Linked DNA regions of Triticum aestivum: region 1 is linked to region 2. A link is a contact called in public Hi-C data. All regions are on one chromosome and are shown on one strand. Each heading gives the region's core, a stretch centred on a gene start, on an enhancer-like site or on the middle of the called end of the contact. The rest is flanking DNA. Distances are from core to core; before and after follow the strand shown.

What was found. A called contact is a pair of places that touch in the nucleus more often than the background predicts.
Region 1: a contact with region 2 is called in a Hi-C map of leaf, with 3 times the contacts expected there. The contact joins the promoter of LOC123090565 here to the promoter of LOC123094206 in region 2. A contact is called at or near these places in 2 of 5 Hi-C or Micro-C datasets (both in leaf).

Annotation. Positions count from the first base shown.
Region 1 is chr4B:12,156,149-12,160,662 of IWGSC CS RefSeq v2.1, reverse strand. It overlaps LOC123090565 (dehydrin HIRD11), which reads right to left and starts at 3,059. Exons shown (of 2, transcript XM_044511882.1): 1 at 2,557-3,059; 2 at 2,288-2,435. The coding sequence starts at 2,898. The coding sequence ends at 2,578.
Region 2 is chr4B:11,662,946-11,666,949 of IWGSC CS RefSeq v2.1, reverse strand. LOC123094206 reads right to left here and starts at 1,794. Exons shown (of 3, transcript XM_044516264.1): 1 at 1-1,794. The coding sequence starts at 1,652.

The DNA.
Region 1 (4,514 bases), core at 1,810-4,309, 490 kb before region 2:
TTGAGAGGCGTCGGGCTCGGGGTGGAGGCTTGCAGAAACGAGCGCGGAGGCCTCTTGGGGTGGCGCTCCCGCGTGCAGACGGCGACGAGGTGGTTGGGGGACTTGCAGCGGTGGCAGAGTCGGAGTCTGCCTTTTGAAGGCACGGAGGATGGCTGTTCTCCTCCCCCTTGATGACCGCGCGAGGAAGAGGAGCGGCGGCGCAGCAATGAAGAGGCGGCGTTTCGTGTTTCGAAGCGGGCTTCACGACGCGCGCGACGGGAATGCACCAGAGTCCAGCCCGGTTCCGATTCCCCAGGAGAAAACGGTGGGCCCGCAGGATCCTGTCGGCGCGGGGAGGTTGAGCCTTGAGCGCCTTGGAGATGGGGGGCTGGGAGGATGAAGCGCACCGAGCCCCGCGGGCGTGCCGTCCTGGAAGAGGAAGCAGAACGAAGGATTCCCTTCGGGGCAGCCGACGAGTGGGACGAAGATGGAGGACAGCCCGCGCTCCTCCAGGCAGACAGCGCGCCATTAACGCGGTCGCAGACCTCCGCGGACGGCACGTCCAGGATGAGAGAGCCGACGACGGAGCTTCGGAGGCGAGGCGGCGCACGAGCCTCGCGCGGCGGCGGAAGGGGGCTCGACGAAGCGGCGGCACCGGATCTTGGCGCCAAGGGTTGAGCTGGCCTCCTGAGGGGGGCCGAGGGGTAGCTGAGGGGCAGGGAGGGTGGGGGAGGTGGAAGGTGGTGGAGGGGGCGCCGGGGAGGGTTGGCCAAAGCTGGGACGCCGGCAGGAGGCGGCGGCGGCGGCCCGCCGCTGGGAGCGGGGGAGTCGCAGGAGCGCGGCCTCCTAACGGTCATAAGCTAGTCTGCTTGCCAAACCCCTACAGTGATGAAGTGTTGTTCGAGATGAACCAATACACTAGAAATACATGATCCTGAAGAAAGCACTAGCGGTTGTGTAATGCATGAGTTGCAAAGGCATTAACGTGGCAGCGAGGACGCGGATGGGAACGAAAGCGGCATGCGAGTGAGATGGGGAAGTAGAGTGGAGATGATCTCCTGCAGTGAAGCCACTCGATCTTCTACGACTATCGATCATGTATACTCCCACTACAAGAAATGTCGATGCTAACTTTTGAAATTATACACTATAGTTAAATACTTTGTTTCACCCACATGCTTTTGATTAGAAGGTAATTAGCCCCGATCACCATGTGGCAAGCATAGTAAGCACTGATTATCCCAAAATCCTTTATCAGCAAAAACAGAGCCTAACCCTCCATCAATAGACGATTCAGATTTAGTTGTATATCCTATTTCATCTAGTGTGGTACTAAGTCTAGAGGTTCTTTAAAAAGAGCTCATCTCATCTTCCCGATCTCTTCCCGTGACTAGGTGCATCTTTTAGAAAATCAAGGTGACATTTCCGGTCCCAATCGTGGTTATCTTTCATTTGTCTTGAGCCATAGGCTTTTTAGAACCCACATGGGTTATGCAGCTATGATAGAATTCCACCCACCACCTTCAGTTATACACTAGATATCTTCACAAAAGCAGCCTCTCCTCTCATGTCTATATAATATCCTCGGTCTCTCCTTGATCTGTCACTACTGGACTAGGTAGCTTTGAATCGAATGGGATACTCTCTCATTTTCTATCATCTTCTGATCTAATGCTCATTGCATTAATTACAATATATAGAAACAAGAGGCCTAAGGAATTAACCCTTTTCTTATGTGTAAAACGGTTCAAGACGATGCAATGGAAGAAGTTCAGTTAGGAGAGGATGAGGTGCTCCGGCAGAGAGATCAAGTATCATGAAATTTTAGTTTCGGAGAACACTTGGGATACATGGCACCTCGAGCTAGCATCATATAGCCCGCAATGACAGGGGGCTAAATTTAGTACGTATAGCTTATCTAGCAGGGGTGCCGAATCGTCCTTTTGATGATATAACATGGCTGACCATTCTAGATGTGATGCGATATATTTTTGGTAAATCATGTGATGATTGGCTCTTGTGAGGAACAACTTCGATTTCTGCATACCCCCCTAAATTAATACCGGGCACAACTGCACAAATCCGAAAGCGAAAAACAGAGGAAAGCTGCACACAAGCAAAACTCGGAAAGAAAACAGAGCACCACATAGGTTCTGAAACTGAAAAGAGGAGCAGTAAAACAGCAATAACCATTCCTAAACGATCCCCAGCCGTTAATCACGCTCGGTCGGAGAGATCCAGAGATGAACAGAGACACCACATACATACATACATACACAAAAAGCTTGGAAAAAAGGATGGTACCAAATTACCAATGGAAATTCCTTAACGTTATTATTACAAGCACCATGCAGTGCAGCCGGTTATTACATTACAAGATCCATGAGACATGTCAAGCATTACATACATATGCTACCACACGCTCCAAATTAACCCACGCGTTCATCTCCCCTGCACTGCAAAATCAAATAAAAAGAAGTTAGATCCAACAAGAACCGGAGAACGCAAACACAGAGGAGAAGGAAAAGGTGAGGAGTTGACGCATGAATGGAGACGGCGACCACCATTTGTACGTACCTGCACGCGGCCGGAGCTGGCTCAGTCGCTGTCGCTGTCGCTGCTGCTGCTGCCGTGGCCGTCGTCGTCCTTGTGGCCCTCGCCGTGCTTCTTGTCCTTCTTCTTCTTCTTGTCCTTCTTCTCCTTGTGCTCGCCGTCCTTCTTGCCGTCGCCGTGGCCGTCGCCGCTGATCTTGTCCTTGATCTTCTCCATCATGCCCTCCTTGTGCTCCCCGTCCTTCTTGTGCTCGCCGTCCTTCTTGTGCTCCCCGTCCTTCTTCTTGTGCTCCTCGTCCTTCTTGTGCTCGTCGCTGCCGCCGCCCATGTGGAGCTTCTCCTCGATCTTGTGCATGATGCCGGCCATGGCGCTGCTGTTTCTGGCTACTTCTCTCCAAGGAAACTGGCGATGCTAATGGGATGCGATGATGGTGTTGTGGTGGGTGATCTTGTTTGGCTCCCCTTCGCCGGTATTTATAGGCCGGCGAGGGGTCGCGGCCCCGTGGCCTGAGTTGGAGGGTGTCTGAAGAAACGGGAGGACCACCGGATAAGGAGGAGGAAGAGATCGGATCGTGCTGCTGCTTAATCAAACAAGGAAAGCGTTGGCGACCGACAGCGATTATTGAGGGAGGCAAGCTTTGTGCACCCGAGTAGCGTACCAACCGTTCTGCTCTACAAATGCGTCTATGCTATTCCTGAATCCTAAGAGCATTTCTCTAACCATTTATGCTTGAAATAGGTTTTCACCTGGTTTTATAAATAAACAATGAAAGCACTTTACCGTGCGTGGGTTATTTTCTTATTTCCTTACTGCCCTCTCTAACCATTTATCCCCAAAATAGTCTTGCGCCCCGATTTATAAATAAAGCCTGACAATCGAGCAATACAAAGGTGTTGAGGAAATCTTCTTACAAAGCATATTATATCAGGTAAAAAGAGACAAATAAAGAGAGCAATGCAAAAACAATGCATCGGGAAATGCACACTACACGGCGTCCTATCTGGCCATTAAGCAAGAACACAAGAGTGGTCGAACCATGGCAGGAAGCATCTGCGGAGGTTGACCAAGTGTGGCCCCTTCGTCTCCTGGCGGGACCGAATCATTGTGAGTAATTTGTCTCTGGATCCACCACAAGTACCGGCCTCCGACTGCTATCACTTGCTTGAAATTCAACATTGGATGTATAGCCAGATGTTCATCCGGAAGAGAGAGAGGATGTGTTCGAAGATTGCTGAACCCAATATGTCCACATGCAAAGCTTGATCAACAATCTGAATCACCCCAAGATGGGTCCATAGGTCTCGGGCATGTGTGCACACGAATAGTAGGTGTCGGATGTCCTCCGCACAGTACTTGTGGACAACTCAATAACTCGCGGATTGTTAGCTCATAACATATTGAAGTGAGATATAATGTTTAAGATTCTAATACTTTGTGAATATACGAATATATTGTCTGAAAACCTACATATTAATATTGGTAACTTTTGATCTTGATGCTTTTGCCGAAACATACCAAGCAGGGTCTAATTATACAAAATGAATGGAAAAAATACAATGTGAATAAGGCGTGTATTATTAGCTAAATAACATTTCAAATTTCGAAATAGCAGATGTATCTTTGCTGACCTTGGCTATTTGGATTACTTTCATGCATGCAAAACGTCCTACTTAACCCCTTCGGTGGGGTGAAAAGAATGCAGAAAGGAATGGGGAATGGACATACATTGGAGATGTTCAATAGAAATGATCAACTAATGAATACAGAATGCCAAGAGAGTAATAAAAAGAGGGAGAGTTCTCGCCGGGTCATCTTTCAGTCAGTTCAGATGATTAAGTATATCTTCTTGAAAATGGAAGGAATCGAACGATATGTATTTCTTGTCCCAACATTGGCTATATTTCTTTATTTGAGTTTGTTTTTAACACTCTGTGTGTTGTGCAAACTTCATAGATATGGAATCACAATTTCAGCCACCACAT
Region 2 (4,004 bases), core at 545-3,044:
TGGAACCTGGATGTTTTTTTGAACTCCAACCACAAGGCCGACATAAGGGCTCTGATGTCATCGACGCACAACACACCACCACTAGTTTGCGCCTTGGTTATATGTGAGAGCAGCTTGCTTCGGCCATCGGGCACGAGCAGCAGCATCCGGTGAAATTCACCGAGCTGAAGGGGCGTCGGGTGTCTAGCAGCCATGGCCGCCTCGTGGAAGGGGTTCTTTGTTGCAGATGATGACATGTCAAGAAGGACGACACATTTTGAACTGCAGAGTTTCTCCATAGCACAAGCAATTGAGGACCGGGGGTCGGCGAACAAGGCAAGCTTTGCAAGCCCCTCAAGGGAACGGACAACTAGGCGGAGCAGAGATAGGGGGTCCAGGACGTCATTGTACTCATTCAACATCATGCGCTCAGAAGCTGAGAGAACGGAGCCACATGTGTCATGCCAGATTGAGTTAAGGATGATGTTGGAGAGAGGGTCACAGGGCCCATAGCAGTGGCCTGCCATGAGGATGTTGCGCATGAGTGAGCCCGGAGGTGCGGACAGCAACTTGAAGGCCTCGACGTACATGTTGTGAATTATGCCATGGAGGTACATCTTGAGAGACTGCAGGTAATCGCAGGCGTCACCACCAGCGCACGGGGTCCTGAGAATGTGTTTTAGGCCATCTGCTATCTTGAGGCAATCTAGCAGCTTGCTAGGCAGTCCGGTCTGCAGAGACGAGATGGCGGTCCCGTCCCAGCGGAAGGCGGTGGAGCTGATCCTGGCGTCAGCAGCTGCACTAGAGACGACAAGGGGCTCTGTCTCGGACCATATAGCGCTGTCGCCGTTGTCGAGGTTCTGACGGACATGGACAACCAGCCCATCATTGGTGTTGCTAATGTTGGCAACACACATGGGGGTCATCATCATGTGCAACACACGGTGGATTTCTCGGACATCCTCGGTCGTGAGGGGGCCATTAGCTGAAAACAACTTCTTGTTGAAGAGGTCAAGGTCGCCTTTTTTTAGCCGAATTGCCATGACCTGAGCCAAGGTGCTTGGCGAATGGTGACCTGCTGAGGTGGCCGCCCACTTGAGGGCGGCCTGCGTCCTCTTGGATTCAGGGTCCAGTGTCTCCGGCTCCACAAGGTAGAGATCGTGCTGGACGAGCATGACGGCGAGGAGGAGATTGGCCTTGGCCCTATAGAGGTAGCGGAAGGCCTGTTCCTCGTTGATGCATCCGAAGTAGGCCACAAGGAAAGCCATGAGACTGTGGCAGGACCTGGTTGCAACCTCGTGCCAGGGGTCGAAACCGGGTCTGTGTCTCTTCTTGGATCCCGTCTTGGCGGCGACGTCGTCGCCGAGGGGCTTGGTTTTGGGGTTTAGGAGGGCGAGGGTGTTGAGGATGATATTGGAGACAGGGTCGAGGAGGCCGAGGCAAAGGCCGGCGGTGCTGAGGATGCCGTAAAGATGGGGCATGGCCTTGCAGGGCAGCCGGAGCCGGCGGAACGTGTCGTCGTAGAAACTGAGGATGAGCTCGCGTGTGGCTTCTTGCAAATCGTCGTCGTGGGGAAGAGGCGCGTCCTCGTCGCGGTAGTTGAGGCTGTGCAGGCACGAGATGAGCCCCCTCCGGGAGCTAGAGCCGCCGGAAGAAGTGAATCCAGACGCCATCTGCGAGCGAGCGAGCAGAGACGGCGGACGGAGGTGGCGTTTTTCTTTCGGCGGCGGCTCGCGGGGAAAGGCCGGCGGCGACCGTCTTGCGGGGATAGGAGTAGATCGATCTAGTCGGTCGACTGGGGAGATATATATGGAGTGGGACGAGTCCGTTTTTTGGTCGTGACTTTTGCCTCCTTGTCCCCGTGACCATATATAATGACTTTTTGGTCGACTGGGGAGATATGCCCCTTTCTCGCTTCCTTGGTTGCAAACCTTGAGATCGACTTGTAAACGGGTCGGGTCCCCCAAAGACGTGCACGTGCACGTACATGTTTTAGCGCGTGCGTCTGCTTTTCCTTCCTTGTTTTCTCTTTCCCTCGCTCGTCTCGTCTCGTCGTCCTTGACTCGGCCTCGCTCGTCTCTTTACTTTGCATGCAAACGGGATGCCCTCCGATTCCATTCCATTCCATCCATCGGCACGAGGAAACGAAAAGAAAAACACTTTCCAATCGAAGCAGCATGCAAAGTAAAGTGTTCGCTCATGCAAGCTGTATAGTATGCATGAAGAATCCAAGCCATATATGCATATGCATTTTATCTCTCACCTCTCTTTCCACTTCTCCCTCCCTCCGTTCCTTTTTTTTTGACGGGGAAACAAGTGTTTCATCCAGAAATAAGAGAAGGATGGATGTACAAGCCTCCTCAGAGCTCAGTGATTCTGGGCCGCTGGATCGGTTCCCTTATGCGTTTTCGTCCGTTGGATCGAGAGGTGAGAGGATCTGGGCCGTCGGATCTGAAAGAAACACTGCTGAAATGAATAGTAATGGCAACACATTGTAGATACCATGCCCCCACCAGGGCATTTCGGTCATTTCGCCTAGGGGGGGGGGGGTATAAAATGGGGTCGCGCTCCTGTGGCGGAGACCTAGCTGCCGCCGCTTCCTCCCGCACTCGCTCGTCCCTCCTCCTCCTCTACGCCTCCTCCACATGAACCCTAACCCTAGCAGCTCGCCACAACGCCGCCGTCTCCTTCGCCCAGCCCACCGGACCCCTGCCGTCCACTTCCCCGGCGTCGCCGCCTCCTCGCGCACCCTCCTCTCGCGCGCTCTCCCCCAAGCAGCCTCTTCCCATCACAAGGCTGCACCGCCGCCGCCGCCAGCAAAATGCAACTGGCGCAGGTACGTCCTTCCCCTCTTTCCTTGTCCGGATCCACCCTCCCCACCTCACCTTCTCCTTTCCTTCCATTGCCGCAGGTCACCTTGGCATGGTCTGGAAGGCGACGGCGGCAGGAGGGCGCCGTCCTTCCTATTCGAGGAGGCGGAGGATGAGGGGCGCACCTAGCTTGTGGCCCTGTCCTGCTCGATGAGGCGGAGGACGAGGGGCGCACCTAGCTGGCGGCCCTGTCCTGCTCGAGGAGGCGGGGGCTGCCAAGCTCAAGCACGGCCACGGCGGCCCACCTCGGCAGGTAGCACCTCCATCTCCTCCGCCTCCTTCCTCTGCTCACTATTGCTGCTGCTAAGTAGAGGAATATGTGATGCAAATCCTCTTGTGTGAAGGAATTCTAGAGGGATTTGTATGAACAGAGAGAGAAGATGAGTTTAGAATCCTGGTTCTTTAGTTAGATAGTACCAATAGGGATTGGTTAATTTTGCTACTACTACTCAAACGGAGATGAGGAGCGAGACGTGGGTGAGAGGAGCTATGGTGAGCGCCCTTCCTTTGCCTCCTCTTGCTTGTACGCCAACATGTGAGAGCTGGGAGGAAGGGGTGGAGGCCATGGAGGTCGTGGGGGAGAGGAACAGGATGCCACGGGCCTCCTCTTGCTTGTACGCCAACATGTGAGAGCTGGGAGGAAGGGGTGGAGGCCATGGAGGTCGTGGGGGAGAGGAACAGGATGCCACGGGGGAAGAAGAAGATGCCCCACTCGTTCCTGGAGTTGGTCTTCGCGTCATTTCATTGTATGCCCCTTGTTCTTCTTGCTCAATATGGTCTTATACTTTGAAAGTTCTAATCTGGTTAACATTAAGCTTTTGAAGTTTTAGTTATACCTGTGTTGATAGTCATTAGAAGACAACTAAACAACAAAAGGTTAGAGTTCAGTTTCAGTTATGTATCAAATTATTTATTTCATTGAGATGTCTAAGATTTAAATTAGAAGAAATTTTATTAGCTTTGCCATGTGGCTACAAAATCCCCTCGCTATTGTTTGATCTTGACAGTCTCTGAACCTGTTATATTCTGTAACTTTGGAGAATATACTGGACATTCATTGTTGCTTGAGATATATTAATCTGTTCTATTTGAGATATATGGGTCATTGGATAAGTAGGATCCTCTATACCGAAGTGAACATGTTAGAAGTATTTA